Linked DNA regions of Mus musculus: all the other regions are linked to region 1. The links are chromatin contacts, called in public promoter capture Hi-C maps. All regions are on one chromosome and are shown on one strand. Each heading gives the region's core, a stretch centred on a gene start, on an enhancer-like site or on the middle of the called end of the contact. The rest is flanking DNA. Distances are from core to core; before and after follow the strand shown. Region 1 holds the start of Pros1 (protein S (alpha)). Region 2 overlaps Zfp654 (zinc finger protein 654). Region 3 overlaps Zfp654 (zinc finger protein 654). Region 4 has its middle 27 kb from the start of 4930453N24Rik. Region 5 holds the start of Epha3 (Eph receptor A3).

Region 1 (4,183 bases), core at 664-3,163:
AATTTTTAAAAAATCCAAGCTACAACAGAAATTTATACTTATAGCATTTCTTTTTAGTTAGTACAATTCCTTTTCTTTTGATTTATTTATTTATTATATGTAAGTATGCTGTAGCTGACTTCAGACACTCCAGAAAAGGGAGTCAGATCACGTTAGGGATGGTTGTGAGCCACCATATGGTTGCTGGGATTTGAACTCATGACCTTTGGAAGAGCAGTCAGTGTTCTTACCTGCTGAGCCATCTCACCAGCCCAGTTAGTATGATTCCTACCATACTAGAAAGAACAAACCCAGAACAATTGTTGTTGCCAGAGAGACAATAAGGCAAGCAACCCCTTTTGACCATGCAGTTCTACTCATTGTCTCTTCCTGACTTTTCTTCTCCCCGCATTCAACTCCTTGGCTGTAAGCCTCAAAGTCCTTTTCCTCAACTTAAGTTGCCATATGTCTCAGTCATCTGGCCACCTCATTGGATCTCATGAATTTGTGAAATTCTCCTGTATATGTATGTGATTGAATATTATTTTCTCCTCTTTTTTTAAAATTATTTATTTTTATTTACATGAGTACACTGTAGCTGTCTTCAGACACATACCAGAAGAGGGCATCAGATCTCATTACAGACAGTTGTGAGCCAACCTGTGGTTGCTGGGAATTGAATTCAAGACCCCTGGAGGAGCAAGCAGGCAGCACAAGCAGCCAGTGCTCTTAACAGCTGAGTGAACTCTCCAGCCCCATTTTGTCCTCTTAGTCTATCATACATTAATTTAGCATGGCATAGAGCATAGACGGGTATAGTACAAAAGTTTTCCTTCCTCCTCCTCAATGAATGGAAATTTCCCAAAACATTTTATCAGAAAAAATATTGACTCCCATCTTAGTCATCTTGCATCCCCACTGGATCACTAAATAACAAAGGAAAGAGAGAGAGAGAAAGAGAGAGAGAGAGAGAGGAAAAATGACCCTTAAAATATGATTCTGCCTAGTAAGTTTCGTTCACACACATTCAAAAAAATCAATCTATGTTTTAATTGGACAAAAAAGGATTAATATACTCTATGTGCGTTGAGTTCTACTAGTTGGCATGGACTTAATGTTTCATATCGATAGCATCTATAGAGTCTCATGTCAACACGATGAAAACCTCTTATCTCTGTTACAGATGATATGACTAGGACTTAAAAGTGTAAGCTCTTTTCTTAAAGTTATAAAACAGTGTTAAGAGCAAGTTCTATGTTTTCAACCCAGGCAGTTTAGTTTCAAGTAGCAGGGAAAGCCTGATTTACACGTGTATGCCTGACAAAAACCAAAAGGGTAATGCTAACACCAAAACAAGCTGTTCTGAGGAAATACTCTGTGGGTGATCAAACCTTTCGATTTTCTTTCCTCCCACTACTTTGGTTTTGAGTACCCTTCTTCCTAAAGTCCAAGTTGGCTTCAGTTTAAGTTGACATCCTGACTGGCTGGCAGTCTCTGGAGTTGGAAAGAAATGGGGTGGGGTGGGGAGAAGGGAAGCTGGGTGGAGGAGGAATGGGGAAGGGATGCTAGAGAAGGTAGGAGCAGGGGAGGAGAGAGAGAGAGAGACAGAGACAGAGAGAGAGAGAGAGAGAGAGAGAGACAGAGACAGAGACAGAGAGACAGAGAGACAGAGAGACAGAGAGAGAGAGATACTTCACCCTTTGAAAACAACTTTCTAAAGAAACGAAGTAAAAGCAGGGCTGGGGACAGTGACAAAGGACCTCTCTGATAAGCTTCCCTCGGCCTCCGACCTCCTTCCCGCGGCCCTCCCCACCCCACCCCCGCCCCCCAGCTGCGAAGAGCTTCCAGGAAATGTCCCAGTCACCGCTTCCCCTCCCGGGCTGGGGGCTGGGAGCGGGCGGTCCCCTCCGCCCCTGGCTGCTCCGCCCGCCCGCGCTCGGGCTGGGCCGCGGCAGAGCTGGGAGAGCAGAGCCCGGGCTCGCAGCTTCCCTCGGCCGCCCTAGCGCAGGCACGGTCCCCGCTGCGCCAGCCCTGACCCCCGGCCATCCTCTCAGCAATGAGGGTCCTGAGCGCACGCTTTCGGGTGCTACTGGCCTGCCTCGCCCTGGTGATCCCTGTCTCAGAGACAAACTGTAAGTAATCCATATCTTCAGGCTTCTCTGGTCCCTACATGCCCTGGCTGGTAGGATTGTCTCCTGGACAGCTTGTTGCTTCCTAAATTTCCAGTAAGTCCCCCAGCGTCTCAGAGAGTGGCGGCAGCCTGGATCTGGCGGACTGAGTAAACGTGGGACGAGATCAAAGCTTGCCTTGCTTTGGGAGTCATTGTCCACAGGATTGATGCAAGAAGCTGGGTGATACCAAGTGTCATAGGAATTGGATGAGCATAGTTCTAAACATTGGTAGGAAAACTAAGTCAACCCTCGGTGCCCTCCGATCCCAGCCTGCACCCTCTCTTACAGTTAACCTTCCTTTTGCAATTTCTGGACTTTGTACTTGATTGGCTCGTCTCACATTGACAAACTGTTTGAGGATCACTGCGAGTTTACTTATCATTCCCTAACCTTGGCGTAAGAAGTTGCTGTTGGATATTATCTTGGAGCGAGGATCGTTTTGTACTGAGGATTTTGATTGCTACTGATCTGCGGTGGTGGCACGGATTCTTTGCACCTTATTGTCGTGTTTCTTGATTTTTTTCCCCCTTCTTCCATTCCCAGATTCCAGGGAGCATATTGAGTTTTCTCTTAGGGATATATAAAGAGCAACACAGGTTTGGTACGTTGTAACTGTCAACAAAATTGTTTTCAAAACTTTAAATGTGTTCATAATTAACAGTGCTTTCTTCTGCTCTGTTGGATTCCCAGAAACAGGCATGGGAGAAATAACTGCATAACATTTAGGCGACTAAGAGTATCAAAGAAATCTTTCAAGGATGGTTAATTAAATAGGCGTTTGCTAGAATTTCAATTTTTTATTAAGTAATAAGAAGATGCAGGTATTCTTAAAATTATAACTAACTTAAAGACCAGACTATAACTGATTTGTTTTATATTGAAGATAAACAAGTTACAATTACAAAACTTCAACGGCCAAGCCCCCATAACAAAGCCGCATGTGACTGTATGCTTGCACATGATCTATCTTGTACATTAGGACAATCAAATGTTTTCCGACAGCAGCAGGGCGGTGGCCGGCACGTGCCTCTGATCCAGCCACTTGCTCTCCAGGCAGAGGTCAGCAAATCTCTGAGTTCAAGGCCAGCCTGATCTACAGTTCCAGAACAGCCCAGCTGCCCAGAGAAACCTTGTCTCAAAACAAAGCAAAGCAAAACAAACAAATAAAAACAAAACAAAACAACAACAAAAGACAAAGCAAGAGTTGGTGTTTGGGGAAAGAGCAAGGGACAACAGTGGCTGACTTGCCACCCAGAGACTAGACAAGTTCTTTCTACAAGGACATCACAGAAAGAATATTCAGTACTGTGATGGCAACATCCTGTCTTGTTGCCTGGATGAAAAACCATCTCTGGTTTATGGATGAAGAAACAGACACCTATGTGCTGTTTCTCTTCCCTAAAATTTTGACTTTGTGTTTTGGGGTCTTGCTGGTCGTGCCTTTCATTGTGGTGCTGAGAATTGGATCTGGGAGTTGGTACAAGGTAGGCCAGTGAGCTACATCCCCAAACTCGAAGGTCCAGGAGAATTGAAATGTGAGATACAATTAGAATGTTAAACACGTCATGTATAATCAATTATATGGTCCTCAAAATATGCTATAATAAGTGAAACCTTTCCAGAGCAGTTATTTCTTGAGAGAATGAATGAACAAAAATAGACAACACCTCACAACCAAAACCAGAGTCCTGCTTTGTAGTTCTGACTTGCCTTTAGGCTACCTTCTGCCTTGACCTTCTAAGTGATGGGATCGCTTGCCTGTGCTACCGTCCAGGCTTCATTTAACAATGAAGTATTCAGTTATCAACTGACTTTCCAAATGTATTTGCATAAATAAAAACCACAAAAATTAACAAGAAATATACACACAACTAACTTGTATTTGTTGCTAATCACTCATGAGAGCTTGTGGTGAAAGGGGAAATGGGAAGAGGAGGATATCTATTTTGAGTAGGCTCATTTGGCCTTATCTAGACTTCCCTTTTGAGTGGAGCAGTCTTCTCTGTGTGTTACTGACCCATCTTCTCTATATG
Region 2 (4,183 bases), core at 976-3,475, 2.0 Mb after region 1:
AGCATGGAGGTCAGCATAAAAATCTGGCTTTCCTATTAGTAAAATAATAGTAAACAATAAGACCTTTACATCAATTGTGAAGTCAATTTCCATTTGTTACCAAAACTAAAGGAGTAACTCTTTTGCTTCATAAATTCTCAGATTGGTGCCTGGACAAGAGAATTTTATTGTGGACACGTATGTGCACAATAAAAAGATTAAATTAAAATGAAAGTTAAATTAATACTAATTTTCAGTACTGGGTATTGTGGTAAATCTCCAACCCCAATAAGCCTGTGCAAAAACACACAACTCAGTTATAAAATTTATAAGCTGCATGCCTAGATTGGGCAGACCCATCACTACACTAATCTATTCCCCAGCTATGAGACCCTTGCTTCTTGAGGCTTCTCCAGGCCATCTTCCTTCTACCTATTTATTCCTCCTAGTCTTTCTTCCTCTGTTCTTTCCTACTCTTCTCCGACTCTGAAAAACTTCCAGCCCCACCTTTCCCTCCCACTGCCCAATCACAGGCAGGCTCTAGCCTTTATTTGACCAGTTAAAATGGGGAGATGGTTCACAGGAAATCACCTGAGTGATCCACTCCTCCTCGGGGCAGCCCAGATAAACTGAATTTTATTTGGTGATTGCTTTGTTTTTTGAGACAGGGTTTTTCTGAGTAGCTTTGGCTGTCTTGGAACTCGCTCTGTAGACAAGGCTGGCCTCAAACTCAGAGATCTGTCTACCTCTGCTTCCTAACTAACTGTTAGGATTAAAGGTGTGAATCACCACTGAATTAAAATTTAAGAGAGATGAAACATGTTTATTCATAGTAAGAGAATTAAAAAAGAGTAAATAAGAAGGTATGCTAAATAAGATGGAAAAACTTGGACTTCCTTAAAAAGTACACTCCTAAAATCGGGGGTGGGGGAAGTATATATCATACCAGAAATGTTCTCAAAGATAGAATTAGGGAGGACCAAAGCACTAATTGCTACTCACTAGAAAGAGAATCTTTGGTGATTTCAAAGGTACCTGACTGAGGGAAAAACATAACTATAGGAGAGAAATATCAAAACTGAGCCAGAGGGAAATCCAACCATGATAGATAAAGTAGTCTTCTAAAAACTGATGAAAAATAATAAAAGAACGTAGGAAACCTCACCTTGAACACTGAGAAATTTATACAAAGTAGCAAAAAAGTTGTACACATCTGACAGGTAGCAAAAAAGAGATTATATTAAATTATCTGAAGTATTTCAAGTACATCTTGAGTACATATTTAATATAAATTGCAATTATTTGATCAGTATAGTGAAATAAATGAAAGGCCTAGGGAGAAGAAAAGCAATAATGAAGAGAAAGTAGGAGGTCTGCTTTTGGCCAATAACTTTTCCTTAACTGAGGAAGAGAAGAGTGGGAAATTTTGTTTGATACTAACAACATCTTGATTCAAAGTCCTTGACATTTTAGTCTCTTGGCATCAGAGGTGTGAGATAATGACAGAGCAAAAAGCAAAGAGAAAGGAATAGGAAGGCAGGAGGGCCAGTTCACAAGTAATCTAAAAAGTAAACAAACCCAACCTCAGTTATGTTTATTGATAGTAAAGCATTTGACACCCTACTACTGCTCACAGAAATGTGACAAAACAGGATGTTGATCATGCCAACAAAGTGAAACTATCTAGGGCATAGAAGGAGTAAAAGCAAAGCAAAGAGACTGAAAGGAATATAAACCAGATGAGGTACTCTTCAGCTGAAGAGATAGCTCAGCATACTGTTCTTGCAACCCAACTTCAGTTCCCAGGACCCGCATTAGGTAGCTCACAATCTGTAACTCCATTGCCAGGAGATTGGATATCTTCCTTTGGCTTCTACCAGTACTTGTACCCATCTGCTCACAGACTCGATTTTAAGGTAAATCTATTTGTTTGTTTGTTTGTTTGTTTGTTAAAGAAGCTTTCACTAGATTCCAAAAGATGTATTTTTTTTTTCAAAAACATCTAAACGAACTTCATTTCTTGGTTGTTATGTAAATGTTGTAAACATGGAAACAAAAGGGTGCTTTTATGATTTAATTCAGTAAGTTTAAAATGTCAGAAGAGCAGCAACAGCCCAGGTAACAGTGTGAAAAGTGTCTTAGCACAAGAGTGAAAATAAAAAGCAAGAACATAACCCTGGCCTGTGAAGGCTAGAGGACAGCAGCTGCAGTCGGGCTTCTTCAGACAGTGCGTGCTGTGCTACTGCACAGACTCCATGTGTGCTACTGCACAGACTCCATGTGTGCTACTGCACAGACTCCATGTGTGCTACTGCACAGACTCCATGTGTGCTACTGCACAGACTCCATGCTTACTGTAGCAAAAATACCAGAACCCCACAGAAGAAATATATGTTAGCAGTAGAGATATGTAGTACAAGTAGTATGCCCTACTTCTAATGCAAGAACCATCAATTAAGACCTCATGGTACCTGTGATTGCAAACCACTGATTTCATAAAATTTTAAAAGGAAAAATGCAAACTACTTTCAGGATGTAAAAATGTTTAGAGATAAAAACTATCTGCTCCCACCCCCACCCCCAAAATCAGTACAAACCACTTGATGGGGCTTTCTAGTAAGCTCTAGAAATGCAAGCTCTAGAGGAGAGAGAACTCAGTCAGCAGAAAGCCTGCTACACAAGCTTGAGGACTGAGTTCAGATCCCTAACACGTGAAAGCTAGACACGGCAGCGTAAGTATGTTGGCCTAGTGCATGACAAATGCATTTCCAGAGCTCTTTACCCAGCCAGCCTGAGCTCCAGGGCAGGAAAATCCTGTTTCAAAAATTAAGAACTGTGCATAATGGTGCATGACTTAATGATGCAGAGGCAGGCAGATCTCTGAGTTCTGAAGCCAGTCGGGTCTACAGAGAGAGTTCTAAGACAGCCAGAGCTAAATAGAGGGACCCTGTCCTTAAAAAAAAAAATTAAGGTGAAAAGCGATTGAGAAAGACATCTGAAGTTGACCTCTGGCCCCCACATGCATGTACACATAGAGGCAATAAATAAATAAACACTGTGTATTCGAATAATTGATAATAATGAGTCATAAAGCTGAAAACAAATTTACTTCATTTTTTATATGTTATGATTTGTATATAAAGTGTCTCCAAAATCCCGTGTTAAAATCATGGATGTTTTGACCTAAAAAGTGGATTAATCCACAAATAGTTTCATAATCTAATAGCATTATTGGAGGTGATCACATTTTTCAGAGGTGAGACCTAGATGGAGACATGTTAATGATTGTATCTGGTCACTGACTCCTCCCACCTGTTCTGCTTCCTGGCTATCATGAATTGAGCAGCTCTTTTCTACCAATCTTGATTCATCTCATGCCCAAAGCAATACAAACCACCCAACCATGCTCTAAAATCTCTGGTAAAAGGAGACAAATCAATTGAACAAATTGACACACTATTAATCAGTAGATTAAATTTGATAAATTTAAACATCTATACTAGGGCTATTTAAATTAAAACCTAAAAGAAAATTTTTAACTTGAAAACTGATCATAGTGAACAGTGATAAACTTAGTAGAAGAACTCAATGAATGCAGGCTCTCGGTTTGATCCTTCTTACCACAAAGGGGCAAAGGCAACAACGAAAGGAAAATGCAGCAAACTTTAATAGGCATGTGTTAACTCCACAGAGCCTCTACTAAGATTTTCAACTGAAGCACTACTGATGAAAAGAAGCAAGCTCTGTATCTCAATAAACTCACCAGCTACTTTAACATTCGTTCTTCTCACACCAGAAAAAATATCTTCAAATGAATAAATATGTATATTATACTACAGCTACATGATACATTAGAGCTAGATGATCAGCAATTTGTTTGTCCTTTTTTAAAAGAATATACTAATAGTTGAAACAGAAACATATTAACTATTTGAGCCAGCAGATCCTGCTGCTCATTAGATATCCTAGCTGTTTCTTTTACTGTCTAGAAACAGCATAACTCCACATATCCAGATTAGAACCTGATGTAACTTCAAGGAATTAGTTGGGGCATTTTCTCCTCATTCACAAAATGTTAAATACTTTTATTATGCTAACATTTCTAGTAACTTTCCTCTCACCTCACTCCATGCTCATAATCACTAGTCTGTAGGGCCTTTAGTCATTCATTTTCTAGCTACTCAACAATGGCATCCTTTTCTAG
Region 3 (4,183 bases), core at 689-3,188, 1.9 Mb after region 1:
AATGATCTGTTAAGTTTACATAAAAATTTAAAACTAAGTTCCTGTTAACAAAGAGAGGCCAGAGCCTACGGGGAGGGGGAGGTGCTGCCTAGAAGTACACTCTAAGCACAGGAGACTCATGCCCCTGCTCTGCCTTCAACCTATGCCACAGTTTACCACACAGTAATAAGTTTCAAAACTGAACATTCACTTCCCTTTGTTTGGAAATTAGATTTGTGATTAGCAGATAAAGAAACAACAGGCGGAGAAAAGACATCAAACCTGTAACAGGAGCAGTTTGCATCAGGTTGTAGATACAGATGTACTCATAAAGTAAGTAGTAATTAATCAGCACTCTCTGACTTCTATATTTTATGTTAAATGATATTTCATTATATTGTAACAGTAATAAAGGAATTAAATTGATTTACTTTTATTTCCTGAGTTTGATGAACCAGCTTTAGATATACAATTTGTGTACCTGTTGGACTCTTCTTTCTGGTTCATTATACACTAAGAGTTTTAAAAATTGTTCAGGAAAGTTAAAATTTTGAAAAATAAACTAAGACTCAGTAAATAAATAAAATGAACTTGAATCCTTAACAAAAAAGATGATAATGAAGTTAGCAGTATCTGAATATATTTCAATATTGTCTGAATTGCAATTAAAGCACAAATGTCATTTTTTTCTGTGCTTAAAATAATACCGGAGGCAGACAGATATCGTAACATCTTATAAATACTGTTTAAGCATTTTGAAAGGCATTAAAATATTTGACTTATCAGATGAATTATCAACTAACAAATTCACACTGGCTATTACTTTACTTGTATTAAACTATCATGTTTTTATATCATTTGAACATTATATTTTTGACCTAAAAGTTAATTCTAAGTTTTGTTTGGTTGGTTTTTTAACTTATTGCTTAAGAGAAAAAAGGGGTTTATTTAATAAAGAACAAGATGGGAGAAACTGAAAAACAAGAATTTCAAATGAGGTGTCCCTGTTCCAAAGATTGGTTTCAATTTGCTGGACTTAATCAGTCCTCCCTTAGGCTCCCAAGTAACAGGAACTAGGAGTACATCACACCAAAGAAGTCACAATTGTACAGTTGTTTGTGTGTCTGTGTTTGTACATATATAGTTATTTCACACACACATAATTATTTCATCAAAGAAGACAACCATTATGTCCAACTGTTAGAATAAGTTATCTCCTAAATGGCCTTGAAGGGTGTCTCCAAATTAAAACAACTAAGTATAAAAATAAATCCTAGAGTGGGCAAGTTACTTAACCTCTCTGTGCTCTAACAGTTAATTTCGAGAGCCCACTTCATAAGATTGTTGTGAAGATTAAATAATAACAGTAAGTACTAGAAGGCTCTTGGGACAGTACTTTGCACATAGTAAGTGCTCACTAAAGGTGAGCTTTCGGTTCTTAGAATATTTTAACATTTTCAAAGAACGTGCACATGTGGTATGTATAAATAATATATTTTAGGGTACCTAGATGCCTGAGTATTAAAAAATGTGCATTTTCTTATCAGCATGCTGTAACATTTATTATTAAAGGGTACGTGGGGGTATCATATGTGTAAATACATATGAATTACAAGTTATATTGCCAATTATGCTGAGGTATTTAGAACTCGACTCAGTCTATGTTAGTGTATCCTATAAATTTTCTTTAAAAGGGTAGAAATTTAGTTTAAAAAGAAAACAGGGGGCTCTAAAGTCCCTAATTGAGACCATTGAAAGCTTCTCAGAGAAAGCTCTGACAACCTTTAACAACTACCAAACTCAAGAAAGTTTGGGAAGTGAGGATATCAACGTGTTGTGGCTAGCCCTGGGGCTAATTATATTTAATGTTAATTCTGTTCTCCTGTCTGTACCTGCGAATTAGGAAATGAGTCAGCACTTGGTGATTTCCTGTAAACCTGCTATGCACCTTAATTTGTAAAATAAAGGAGAGCTGATGATTCGGAAGGTAGAGCAGAAGGTGGGAAGAGATAAGGAAAAATGGGAAAAGGAGAGGAGGCAGAGAAGGAGGAAGAAGAAAAGCGGAGCAGAAGCACATGGCGTGGAGAAACGGCAAGTTCTAAGATGAATACATGCTGTGCACCTAGATTGGATGTGGAAGATGGTAGTGTAGTGGTAGATCTGCCCAATCTAGGTGCACAGCATGTATTCATATTAACTGAGTCATGTTTTCATTGCCGGGCATATTTGGGATGGAGATTTACTGCAACATGCACGTGAGGGTGTACTTCTTCTACCCTGGCTAGGATTACAATATATACTCTCCAACTGGTAGGATACATTTTAAACTATTTCTTTCTCATTTAATGTGTAACCCATCAGTATGATTATTCTGGTATGTCTGTGTGTGTTTCTTTTGTCAATATATTAGATTTTGGAGAGTACTACTAAGGAAAATAACTCTTATATAGGTAATGAAAACGAATCCTTTCAGTGTGGGCTACTTTTTAAAAAAACAGAATAAACGAGAATAATTAAGTATAAAAATAGTTGCTTTCTTTAGATAGTATTAATGGCTTTCGCATGATATTCAAACTAACACCCCCAAAGTTAGCCTAGAACCTCTTGCACTATAGAATTTCTCTCCTGAAGCATTAGGCATGTTTTTAGAATGTTTCTGAAACAATGCATGGATGGACATCAACACACTCCTCTACCTTCACTGCTTAGTACTGCTGCTTACTGAAGTGGGCTTATTATACTCCCTTTAGCTAATTCCTTTCAACACTGTGCCTTTGCCAAGGGTATGAAGCAAACAACTCTACTCACTTTTCTTTCAGAATCCATTGTAAAGTGGAATTAATGTTTTGTTCTAAAATTAGATTTTTTTCATTCCTAAACTGGTTGCCATTTTAAAGTCCACATCTGTCTATAAAGCTGTATTTCAGTATTTGGATCTTTTTACATCCACGTTTGACCCCTTCGTTAGCTCATCATAATTAGAAATTTAAGGCCCCGCCTACCTGGACCATTACTATTACATGTGACACATCCTTCTTTCCATCCCTGTCCGAGAAACACTTTAAATTCACCTTGTATTTTACCTGTGCCCTTTTCTCATGTCACTCTTCCTTCTACAAATTCCACGGTGTTATCCAAAACCATCCACTAAGTCAAGTAATTGATTGATTGGTTGATCAATTAATTAGTTAATTAATGTGTTGTCTTTGCACATTACCACTAATCAAGAAGTCTTTATTATCTACTTCAATCCACAACAGATTTAATGTCATTTCAGTATTAAAATCTATACCAATCCACTCTTAATTATCACATTAAGATGAGGATTTTGAATATTATTATTTTACTTTCTTTAGATAATTAGGAGTTTATTCTGGTCTGGGGAGATGACTCAGTGAGTCATACTACTTGCTATATAAACAGGAGGACCTTGGTTTGAATCCTAAGTACCAACACATAAAAATCAGACATGCCTGTTTCCACCTTGTTGAGGACAGAAACTCACTGGCCGGCATACACATCCTCACTCTAAGAAGTATATATACCACATACATAAACAACATACCACCAAATTTGAGGGAAAAAAATTACAGAAATCTTGAAATCAACAGATTTCAGGAAAACTCTTTGTATAATTGGTATAAAGAATTTTAAACTGAGCATCACAATTTCTGTATGTTTTAAATAAGCAATGAATTAATTCAGCTCTCAGACAATGTGTTATTCTTACTATTCTAACCCTAATATAATACAAAACCTGAAGTTTTAAGATATGTATGTAAGATTTACTTGAACACAGGTTCCCACATAAAGAAATACACACAAAATCCAATTTATCAGAATAAGCACATGCAGTCTGGAGAATAAGAGGTCATGCTGCCCCCTGTGCCACCTGCCACCAACAGGGCAAATTCCTTAATCTCAACCAAAAAAGAACTCTTCAGACTGATCTCTCTTATGAACATTGATGGAAAAAAAAAAAAAAAAAAAAAAACCTCAAATTGAATCCAAGAACACATCAGAAACATCATGCACCTTGTAAGCTTCATACCAGGGATGCTGGGTTGGTTCAATACACACACACACACACACACACACACACAAAATCAATGTAATCTATCATATCAACAAACTGAAAAAGAAAATAAATCATGTAATTATCTCATTAGATAAAGCCTTTGCCAAAATATAATACCATTTCAAT
Region 4 (4,183 bases), core at 543-3,042, 1.9 Mb after region 1:
GAAAGGCACTTGCAGCAACATATGGTGACCTGGATTTGATCCCTGAGACACACACACATGTGAATGGATGGATGGATGGATGGATGGTTGGATGAATGAATGAATGAATGAGCAAAAGAAAGAAAGAGAGAGAAAGAAGGAAGTAAGGGGGAGGGAGGGAAGAAGGAAGGACAGAAGGAAGAAGGAAGGAAGGAAGGAAGGAAGGAAGGAAGGAAGGAAGGGAGGGAGGGAGGGAGGGAGGGAGGGAGGGAGGGAGGGAGGGAAAGAAGGAAGGAAGGAAAGAAAGAAAGAAAGAAAGAAAGGAAGGAAGGAAGGGAAAGAAGGAAAGAAGAAGAGAGGGAAGAAGGAAGGAAGGAAAGAAAAGAAAGAAAGAAACAAAGAAAGGAAGGAAGGAAGGAAGGAAGGAAGAAAGAAAGAAAGAAAGAAAGAAAGAAAGGAAGGAAGGAAGGAAGGAAGGAAGGAAGGAAGACTGTATAAGAATATATCATTAGGAAAAAATGATGGTCAGAAAAGACGTCACAGTGGAAGAACTTTTTAAGCTAAGGCTTGAATGGTGGAGAAGAAGAACATGAACACAACTAGGAACTCTCCCCCAACTCACTTACTACTTGACTCTTACAGCAGCGCTGTGCCACAGATAGGACCATAGCAGGATCCATTTGGAAGGTGAGACTGAACAAGAAGAGAAGTGCCCCAAAGATACTAGAAAACATTCCTTAGAATATGACATTTAAGCTTGAGAGCCATCTGAAACCTTCAAAAGGTTTCAGTTAAAGGAATGCCCTATTGCTGGCAATGATTCAGAATCCAACAACAGGAAGAATTGACTCTTAAGAAAAGGAAAGGCTAGAACGAAGACCAAAGTATGGACACTTTGCCCCTTCTTGGAATTGGGAACAAAACACCCATGGAAGGAGTTACAGAGACAAAGTTTGGAGCTGAGACAAAGGGATGGACCATCTAGAGACTGCCACATCTGGGGATCCATCCCTTAATCAGCCTCCAAACGCTGACACCATTGCATACACAAGCAAGATTTTGCTGTAAGGACCCAGATATAGCTGTCTCTTGTGAGACTATGCCGGGGCCTAGCAAACACAGAAGTGGATGCTCACAGTCAGCTATTGGATGGATCATAGGACCCCCAATGAAGGCGCTAGAGAAAGTAACCAAGGAGCTAAAGGGATCTGCAATCCTATAGGTGGAACAACAATATGAACTAACCAGTACCCGGGAGCTCTTGTCTTTAGCTGCATATGTATCAAAAGATGGCCTAGTCAGCCATCACTGCAAAGAGAGGCCCATTGGACTTGCAAACTTTATATGCCCCAGTACAGGGGAACACCAGGGCCAAGAAGTGGAAATGGGTGGGAAGGGGAGTGGGTGGGAGGGTATGGGGGACTTTTGGGATAGCATTGGAAATGTAATTGAGGAAAATACCTAATAAAAATTTTAAAAAAAGAAAGAAAGAAACAAAGGAAAAGGAAAGGCTGGTGGGATAGCTCGGCAATTAAAGCCACGTCATGCCAAGCAGCCAGCCCCACCCCAGGTCCTTCAGTAAAGGAGAAAACCAACTCCCACCACCATCTCTGACCACCACATGTATGTAGCCCAGGCATGTGTGTACACAGAAACAGTTTGTTTTGCTTGTTTGTGTGTTTTTCCTTTTTGATTATATATTCCATACATCCTGACTACAGTTTCCTCTCCTCTTTTCCCAGTCTCTCCTTTGCCTACCTCCCATCCATCCCTGCTCCATTTCCCTTCAGAAAAGGGCAGGCCTCCCACAGATATCAACCAAACGTGACATATCAAGTTGACAGAAATAGATTTTTAAGGAAGATCAAGAAGCCTCAGGGAAAAATCAGACCCTCACTCTATATGTAGATAGATATAGATATATCTGTTCCCCTTCCTCTTTCTGTCTGCCTCTCTGAGCATGCACAGATAAAGGGTCAAGTGAGGACATTTGAGCTATCCATCTGAGAGCCGGGACATAAGTTTCCTCCGAGCTAGCCCTGTCCGTTCTGTGATCTCGGGATTCCAGACACCAGAGATACAGAAAGTACTGCCGTTGTTTAATAGACTCCATCTGTGGGGTTTTTACCATGGCATACCAAGAAAACTAAGGCTTTGAGCACTCCAGAGCATCTGGGGATGAGACTGCCCTTTCGTTGAGCACTCCAGAGCATCTGTGGATGAGACTGCCCTTTCTACTGGGATGCAGTTTGTCTTAGAGAATGTCTGCATCAACCCACGAGAATTCGCATTAAAGCAATTTGTTAAAAAAGGAACACAATTATTTCTTAGTGTCAACTGCCTGCCTGAAAAAGTACAGAATCTGTTGAAGGAATATAACAAAATCTATCACTCAACAATAAAAAAAATCGCAATATTTAACGTGATAAAAAAATTAATGAACATTTCAAAACCGAAAAATATAAATTTTAACCCCCAAATCAGTCAATCAATATAAATGAGAGAACTGAGTGATGAGGGTGGGTTAATAGACAAAAACTTCAAAGCATTATCAAAATAGAAATAGGTTAAGAATATTAAATAAAATATAAAATATGACATGAAATATATAAAAACATGAATAAGACCTTTGGAAATGTAAAGTACATGACCTGTATCCAAAAATTCACTGGGTAAAATAGACTAAAGTCTTGATAAGGAAAAATAAAAAGTAAACTTGAAAATATTGCGATAAAAGCCACCCAAAATAAAACTCAGAGGAAATAATGCTGAAAAAGAAAAAAAATGTAGTCCCCGTGTCCTGTGGGAAAAGATCAAGCAGCCTAGAGGACATGTTATTGGTTATGTTGTGGATAAAACAAAAAACGAAGAGAGAGTATGGAGTAAAAGTAATTGGAGAAATAACAGCAAGCATTTTCCAAATTCGATAAAAGCAATAAATTCAAGCTGCTTAACAAAGGAAAGAAAGAAGGAAACAAGGAAAGCGAGGCAGGAGGAAGGAGAAGGGAGGAGTAGGAGAGATCATCACTGGTCACTCGCCATAAAACTGTTCAGGCCATGATATGTGGTAACTGCCCATGGTGCTGGAAGACAGCATCACTCCCCCAGGAGTTGGGGTGGCAGGTAGTGGTGATGTCTGACATAGGTGCTGGGATCTGAACTCAGGTCCTCTGCAAGAACCGTGCATTCTCTTAACCACTGCCCTCTCTCTCCAGCCTCCACTGCACTGATTTATCAAACCTTTCTCCCATCTCTTCTAAGAGATGATCGCCAATCGAGTCAATTGTAGGAAGCATCCCTGTGCCCACAAGTCCACATCTCTCAGAACTCACTCTGTGCCCTTCTCTTTCCTCTTTAGGATTCAGGTCTGTTTCTGATGAATATAAATGTAGTTACTTAAGTTTTACAATACACAAATTCATACAATACACAATTTCACTGTTTCATAAATTCCTTCAATACATAAACTCACACAATACATAGATTCATTGTTGAAGAATGTTGCAATACAAAGACTTGCTGCTACTTTTATTTGTGTGTTGGGGGTAGCTGGAGAGACCCTAAGAGACTCACCTATACCTAGAGTTACAGATGGTTGTGAACTTCGGTGTTGGAACCCGATCCCTGGCCTTCTATAAGATCAGTAAGCACCCTCAGCCACTCAACTGCCTCTTCCACCATAGCTTCCTTTTATAAAATATGATATTTCACTAATTCTTTGAGAATTTCATACATGCAATCAATATATTCTAAACATGTTCAACTGCCACCATCCCCCTAATCACCTGCCTGGTCCAATCCCCACCTCCACACCCTCCCAAACTTCCTGTTCTCTTTTTCTTAGAAACCACAGAGTCCAAGTTTTAGCCGTGGGTATGGGGCAACCCGCTGGAGCATAGTCAATTCATCACAAGGGACCAGAACACTGAAGAAAACTGACTCTTTCTTCCCCAGATGATGTCAACGATCAGTTGTTCCTCTGAACTCAGGTCCTCTGCAAGAACCGTGCATGCTCTTATCTTGTATAGATATTATAGAGGCAGCCATAATTGCTACCAGTTCATGAGTACAGCAGTCCTATCATGTCCAGAACACACTGTTTCATTCTGTTTGCCCCTTGTTTCCAACTCTTACAATCCACACCCTCTTCCTCAAAGGTCCCTGAGAGACTTGGTGTCATATAGATATTCATTCCATTCATGGT
Region 5 (4,183 bases), core at 1,237-3,736, 1.0 Mb after region 1:
GGTTGACTTTATCTTAGCTATATAGGAAAGCTACGTTATCTGGTTCTCTTTATCTTAACTCTATCTATGAGTCCAGCTTACTGCATGGAAATTGTGGCACAGATCAGAAATTTTCACTTCCCATATGACTCAACTCAACTGCTTAGGGCCAAGATATTTGATAAATATTTAAAGTCTCATTGAAGTGTTATCTAACTTAAACTAATCATTTTAACTTTTGTTTTATCCTTGTAAAGAGAGCGAGACAGCCATATGATAGTGTCTGAAAAGACCAATCCTGTGAACAATAGATACATAAAACTTTCAGCTAAGCCAATTAAATACTATATTAGTTTTATAAGTATTTTTACCATTATAGCTCTATGGTATTAATACATGACTATTTACATACACTATTCAATTATACATATATAAAGTGGTTTAATGGTAATTAAGATTTAATTATACTTATTACATTAAATTAATAGGCATTGCTTTTATATGAGTATGAATAAAACTAAGGTCATTATTATTATTATTTGCAATTTAAAGTGAGGTTAAGTTGACCATAAACGTAAGTTCATCTCTATCCTACACATCACTAATTCAGTGAGATCATTGTCTGGGTAGTCCGTACACATTCTATTTGGAAAAAGACAACTCAGCAAAAATAAATAAATAAATAAAAGTGCCAGTTATATTATTTTCTAGTTATTGTTAGTATTTTAATATATTGAGAAAAATATTTTAAAAGAATTTAACATACTGCTGTGTTACTCATGCGCAGATGACCACTCAGGATGACCTTTCTTTCAAGAATGGCTGATGATTATTTTTAAGTGAACATTTTAATTTGTATTACTAAATAAGTGATTTGTGGAAAAAATCAGTTTTCCCATCTTCATGATGAAAAGAAAAACAAACAAACAAACAAACAAAAAACCACTACTTCTCTACTGAAAAGCAAACAAAAAATAATAAAACCAGTCAGACTGATAAAGGCAGCCAAGGCACTAAGGAAAGAAAATTAAACTGTCCCATTAGCGTGAAAGTGGGTCACCAAACATGGGAAGCGGTCTTTGTGCTAATGGGTTTACATACATTTTTCTTTCACATGGGCATAAGCATAATGTCTACAACATTGGCTCTACAAAACGTTTTTAAGTGAGTGTTGTACAGCTACTGTGCTCCCTGCACTTCAGCTGTCCTCTATTGTTAACTTGCTCGATACAATTCTCAATGTTCAAAATCATTAAGAGGAAATTAAAGTTGTAAGTGTTGCTGCAAGGCAATCAATTATTCAGAGAAGTTGTCTTAAGAGTTTGTATTCACAAATCATTAAAACTAGATAATGAAAAGTCTGAAAAAAATATCATGAGTCTGCTCAGTATCCACGAAAACAAATATTCTCAATATTAGGTTTACACTTTGATCCATTGAGAATGCAAGGATGCCCGTTACACTGACAATAATTAATCCAGCATCAAGGAAATGCCGTTAGCTTTCCATGAGTGTTCTTTCTAATTTGCTAGTCTGTTATTTACTGTATCTACCCAGGAGCTAATTATCAATCAATCATTAAATGCATCCTTCTATGTGTATGAAAGGCCTTTTTACAAAAGAACCCAACTTAAGCTCACTGTATATCCCTTGAACCATCACTGCTGTTAATAATGTGGCATGCATATGCTACCCATGAGAACCTGTATCGCTGAGCACAGCATCGCCCGGCGGGATCCACAGCACTTCAATAAGGCGGTTGTAACATAAACACATGCACACACGCGCGCACTCAAACACCTCGGGTCCAACGAGCCCCCTTCTCTCCAGTCCATTCATAAGTGCCAAAGGGTGTAAGCAGGAGCAACCTGTCATTATCTTTAAAACACACCGCGGGGATCTCAAGAGAGGCTAGCCTTTTCTTTGAAACTTCTCAAAGAACCACATGGTCATAATTAGAAAATAAAATACTGCCTTGGCTATTTGGCAATTAACAGTCTGGGTTGTTAAAAAAAGAAAAAAAGAAAAAAAGAAACCGAAGGTTTTCTTTCTTTCTGGTTCAAATTGGTAAATGTGGTAATCACTTGAATCGCTCGCTATCAGATTAAAAACAGATTTATTATTATTTTTAAAGGTTTCTACAATCCCAAGACATCCCCCAAAAGTGTTTTGGGATTGCTACTGGGCAAACAATCTTTTCGCTGCCACTGCTTTCTGGGCATCTCAGGGAACAGCGCCGTCCGGGGGCTGTGGGCTCCGCTCCGGCGGGAGCGGCGCGGTTACCTGGCTTACCTTCGTTGGAAGGCTGTGGGCTCAGTTCTCCGGAGCAGCTGAGGACGCAGCAGCCGAGCAGGACGAGGATGGAGAGGTGACAATCCATGTTGCTGGTGCACCGGGCAGTGAGAGGAGCATATCTCCGCGAAGCATACCACTGATGTGAGGGGGAGCGCTCTGATTGCTGGAGAAGTTACCATGCTCCGCTCGCAGTCTGATGTCAAGTTTGACACTGGAGATAAGGAGGAGTCTGGCTGCCTTTCTGCGAACCCCGCTCGGGGACTTCTCTGGGTCCTAGTGCCGTCGCCAGCGGGCGCTGAAGAAGAGCAGGGCAGCCCCATGGCTGGCAGCCAGCTCCGTTCCACGGAGCTGCGGAAGAACGCAGAGGGGTGGAGGTCGAGAGTGTTGCTGGTGGGGTAGGAAAGCCAGAAGATGTGCTGGGACAGCGACAGCGACGGAGAGTCTTGGGAGCCATTCCGTTTTCACGGGAAGGCAGCTATTTGTTTGCTATACTTGATCAGTTGCCTATTTCTGAAAGATCCCTATTAGAGGTACTGTGAGTTGAAACTAATGTTCAAAAAAGTAGTATTGTTTTTAAAAGTGGAAGACGTTCATTCAATTATTGTAGAACGACAAAGACCATTGCAATTAATCCGTTTACTGTGTTCTGTGTGTTCACAGTCCTCTTAGTGATTCAACAAGATAAAAGTAGACTGCTCAGTCTACCACATGGTATTGGGGCTGTTAAAGGCATTTGATACAGCAATCTCAGCTGAAACAGAGAGGTCACAGTCAGGTTCTGAACACTGGCAAATAGCCGTTGCCCTCCCAGGACAGGAACAATCCTAGCCAAAGCCATAGCTTCAGACTACCACTCATTCCATCGGATGGTTGCTGGATTTGCAATATAAATCGAAAGTCCTGAACAAGGAATGCTCCTGCCTACAACTAGCTAGCACTAGAACTTTCCTGTTTTGTGAGACTCGGAGATTAACTCATAGCTCCCTGTTCTGCCTTCCAGCTGCCACTAATCTGGGACTATTTGAAGGCTGCTCTTTTAACGCTGAAAAATCCAGTATTTCCTAGAGAACAATGTCCTTGGACTTGCTAAATTACTTTGCATGATGGTTACAAACGGTCTCATGCTGAACAACCTCACTGCAACCTACTTCAGCCATGTAATTTATCCAATTTCTACTTTAAGATCTCTTTTGAATTATCTTTGAAATAGGTCCCAGAAAATGATTCCTCACCAACCCTCTCAACCACCCATCCATCTCAGCCTATCCTGAAAAGGAGCAAGATGACTTCCTTACACGGCTTCAAAACGGAAAATTAGGTTGACAACGTTAACGCCAGTGATCAGTGTTAGAGCCCTGAGAAGGGAGACGGAGTAGGTTTTTAAGGGTCCTGATAATAAGATGTGTATTTCACAAGCACTCCACTTTCTATGACCCTGGAATTTAGGCTAATGGCTTCTGATACTCTTTGTTGACTGTTTGGTAAAGATGGGTTGGGTTGAAGAAGCCAGATGGAAGAGACTGATTCTGTTCACACTTCCTCGAGAGACTTGTCTCCCTAACTCCTTCTCACATTAGGCCACCAGAGGCTGTAGAGCCCACCAGTGCTAAATCTGACTCCATTGAAAATAAGGTTTGTTGACCAGAAAATGGAGAGAGTGGGGATTGCCTCATAATGTTTGCAGTTCCACAACAGTTACATTGCTTCATAGCTGGATATGATTTTTTTTTTTTACTGAGAGTTTGAAAGAAATGACATTTATTTCAGATTGCAATTTAAAAGCATTTGGAAAGGTCATGATGGTATGCTGGTCTTTATGAACGTATTACTTCCTTTCCTCTCACTATCCCATTATTTCTCTTTCACATCTAACATCTAACAACCACCTGGGATGGTGAAAAGGTTGTTC

The links. Promoter capture Hi-C pulls out the DNA fragments that hold promoters and counts their contacts.
Region 2: a promoter capture Hi-C map of liver shows a contact between it and region 1, with 5 times the contacts expected there. The contact joins the enhancer-like site here to the promoter of Pros1 in region 1. A contact is called at or near these places in 13 of 39 promoter capture datasets (the 3T3-L1 cell line, the C10 cell line, the HPC-7 cell line and 7 more), 1 of 115 datasets of contacts at active chromatin or transcription factors (trophoblast stem cells) and 1 of 9 other capture datasets (adipose tissue).
Region 3: a promoter capture Hi-C map of embryonic stem cells shows a contact between it and region 1. The contact joins the enhancer-like site here to the promoter of Pros1 in region 1. A contact is called at or near these places in 7 of 39 promoter capture datasets (3T3-L1-derived adipocytes, the C10 cell line, the HPC-7 cell line and 3 more) and 4 of 115 datasets of contacts at active chromatin or transcription factors (embryonic stem cells, large pre-B cells and stem cell-derived neural progenitor cells).
Region 4: a contact with region 1 is called in a promoter capture Hi-C map of cranial neural crest. The contact joins the enhancer-like site here to the promoter of Pros1 in region 1. A contact is called at or near these places in 15 of 39 promoter capture datasets (the 3T3-L1 cell line, 3T3-L1-derived adipocytes, the HPC-7 cell line and 9 more), 1 of 484 Hi-C or Micro-C datasets (neural progenitor cells) and 5 of 115 datasets of contacts at active chromatin or transcription factors (astrocytes, embryonic forebrain, embryonic stem cells and 2 more).
Region 5: a contact with region 1 is called in a promoter capture Hi-C map of hippocampal neurons, with 8 times the contacts expected there. The contact joins the promoter of Epha3 here to the promoter of Pros1 in region 1. A contact is called at or near these places in 6 of 39 promoter capture datasets (cranial neural crest, embryonic stem cells, frontonasal cranial neural crest and 3 more), 1 of 484 Hi-C or Micro-C datasets (embryonic stem cells) and 5 of 115 datasets of contacts at active chromatin or transcription factors (astrocytes, embryonic forebrain, embryonic stem cells and 2 more).

Annotation. Positions count from the first base shown.
Region 1 is chr16:62,852,394-62,856,576 of GRCm38.p6, forward strand. It overlaps Pros1 (protein S (alpha)), which reads left to right and starts at 1,914. Exons shown (of 15, transcript NM_011173.3): 1 at 1,914-2,111. The coding sequence starts at 2,036.
Region 2 is chr16:64,834,701-64,838,883 of GRCm38.p6, forward strand. All of the region lies in intron 1 of Zfp654 (zinc finger protein 654), which reads right to left. Among named protein-coding and RNA genes, the nearest start is that of Zfp654, 15 kb to the right of the region's middle. Within about 2 kb of position 2,226, at least 49 of the 459 cell types and tissues checked have an H3K27ac peak or open chromatin away from gene starts, as enhancers often do. A contact at or near this core is called in liver, where this site is marked.
Region 3 is chr16:64,794,878-64,799,060 of GRCm38.p6, forward strand. The region is part of intron 3 of Zfp654 (zinc finger protein 654); the gene reads right to left. Among named protein-coding and RNA genes, the nearest start is that of 4930453N24Rik, 26 kb to the left of the region's middle. Within about 2 kb of position 1,939, at least 9 of the 459 cell types and tissues checked have an H3K27ac peak or open chromatin away from gene starts, as enhancers often do. A contact at or near this core is called in embryonic stem cells, where this site is marked.
Region 4 is chr16:64,741,464-64,745,646 of GRCm38.p6, forward strand. No RefSeq gene overlaps it. Among named protein-coding and RNA genes, the nearest start is that of 4930453N24Rik, 27 kb to the right of the region's middle. Within about 2 kb of position 1,793, at least 1 of the 459 cell types and tissues checked has an H3K27ac peak or open chromatin away from gene starts, as enhancers often do.
Region 5 is chr16:63,861,689-63,865,871 of GRCm38.p6, forward strand. Epha3 (Eph receptor A3) reads right to left here and starts at 2,487. Exons shown (of 17, transcript NM_010140.4): 1 at 2,272-2,487. The coding sequence starts at 2,359.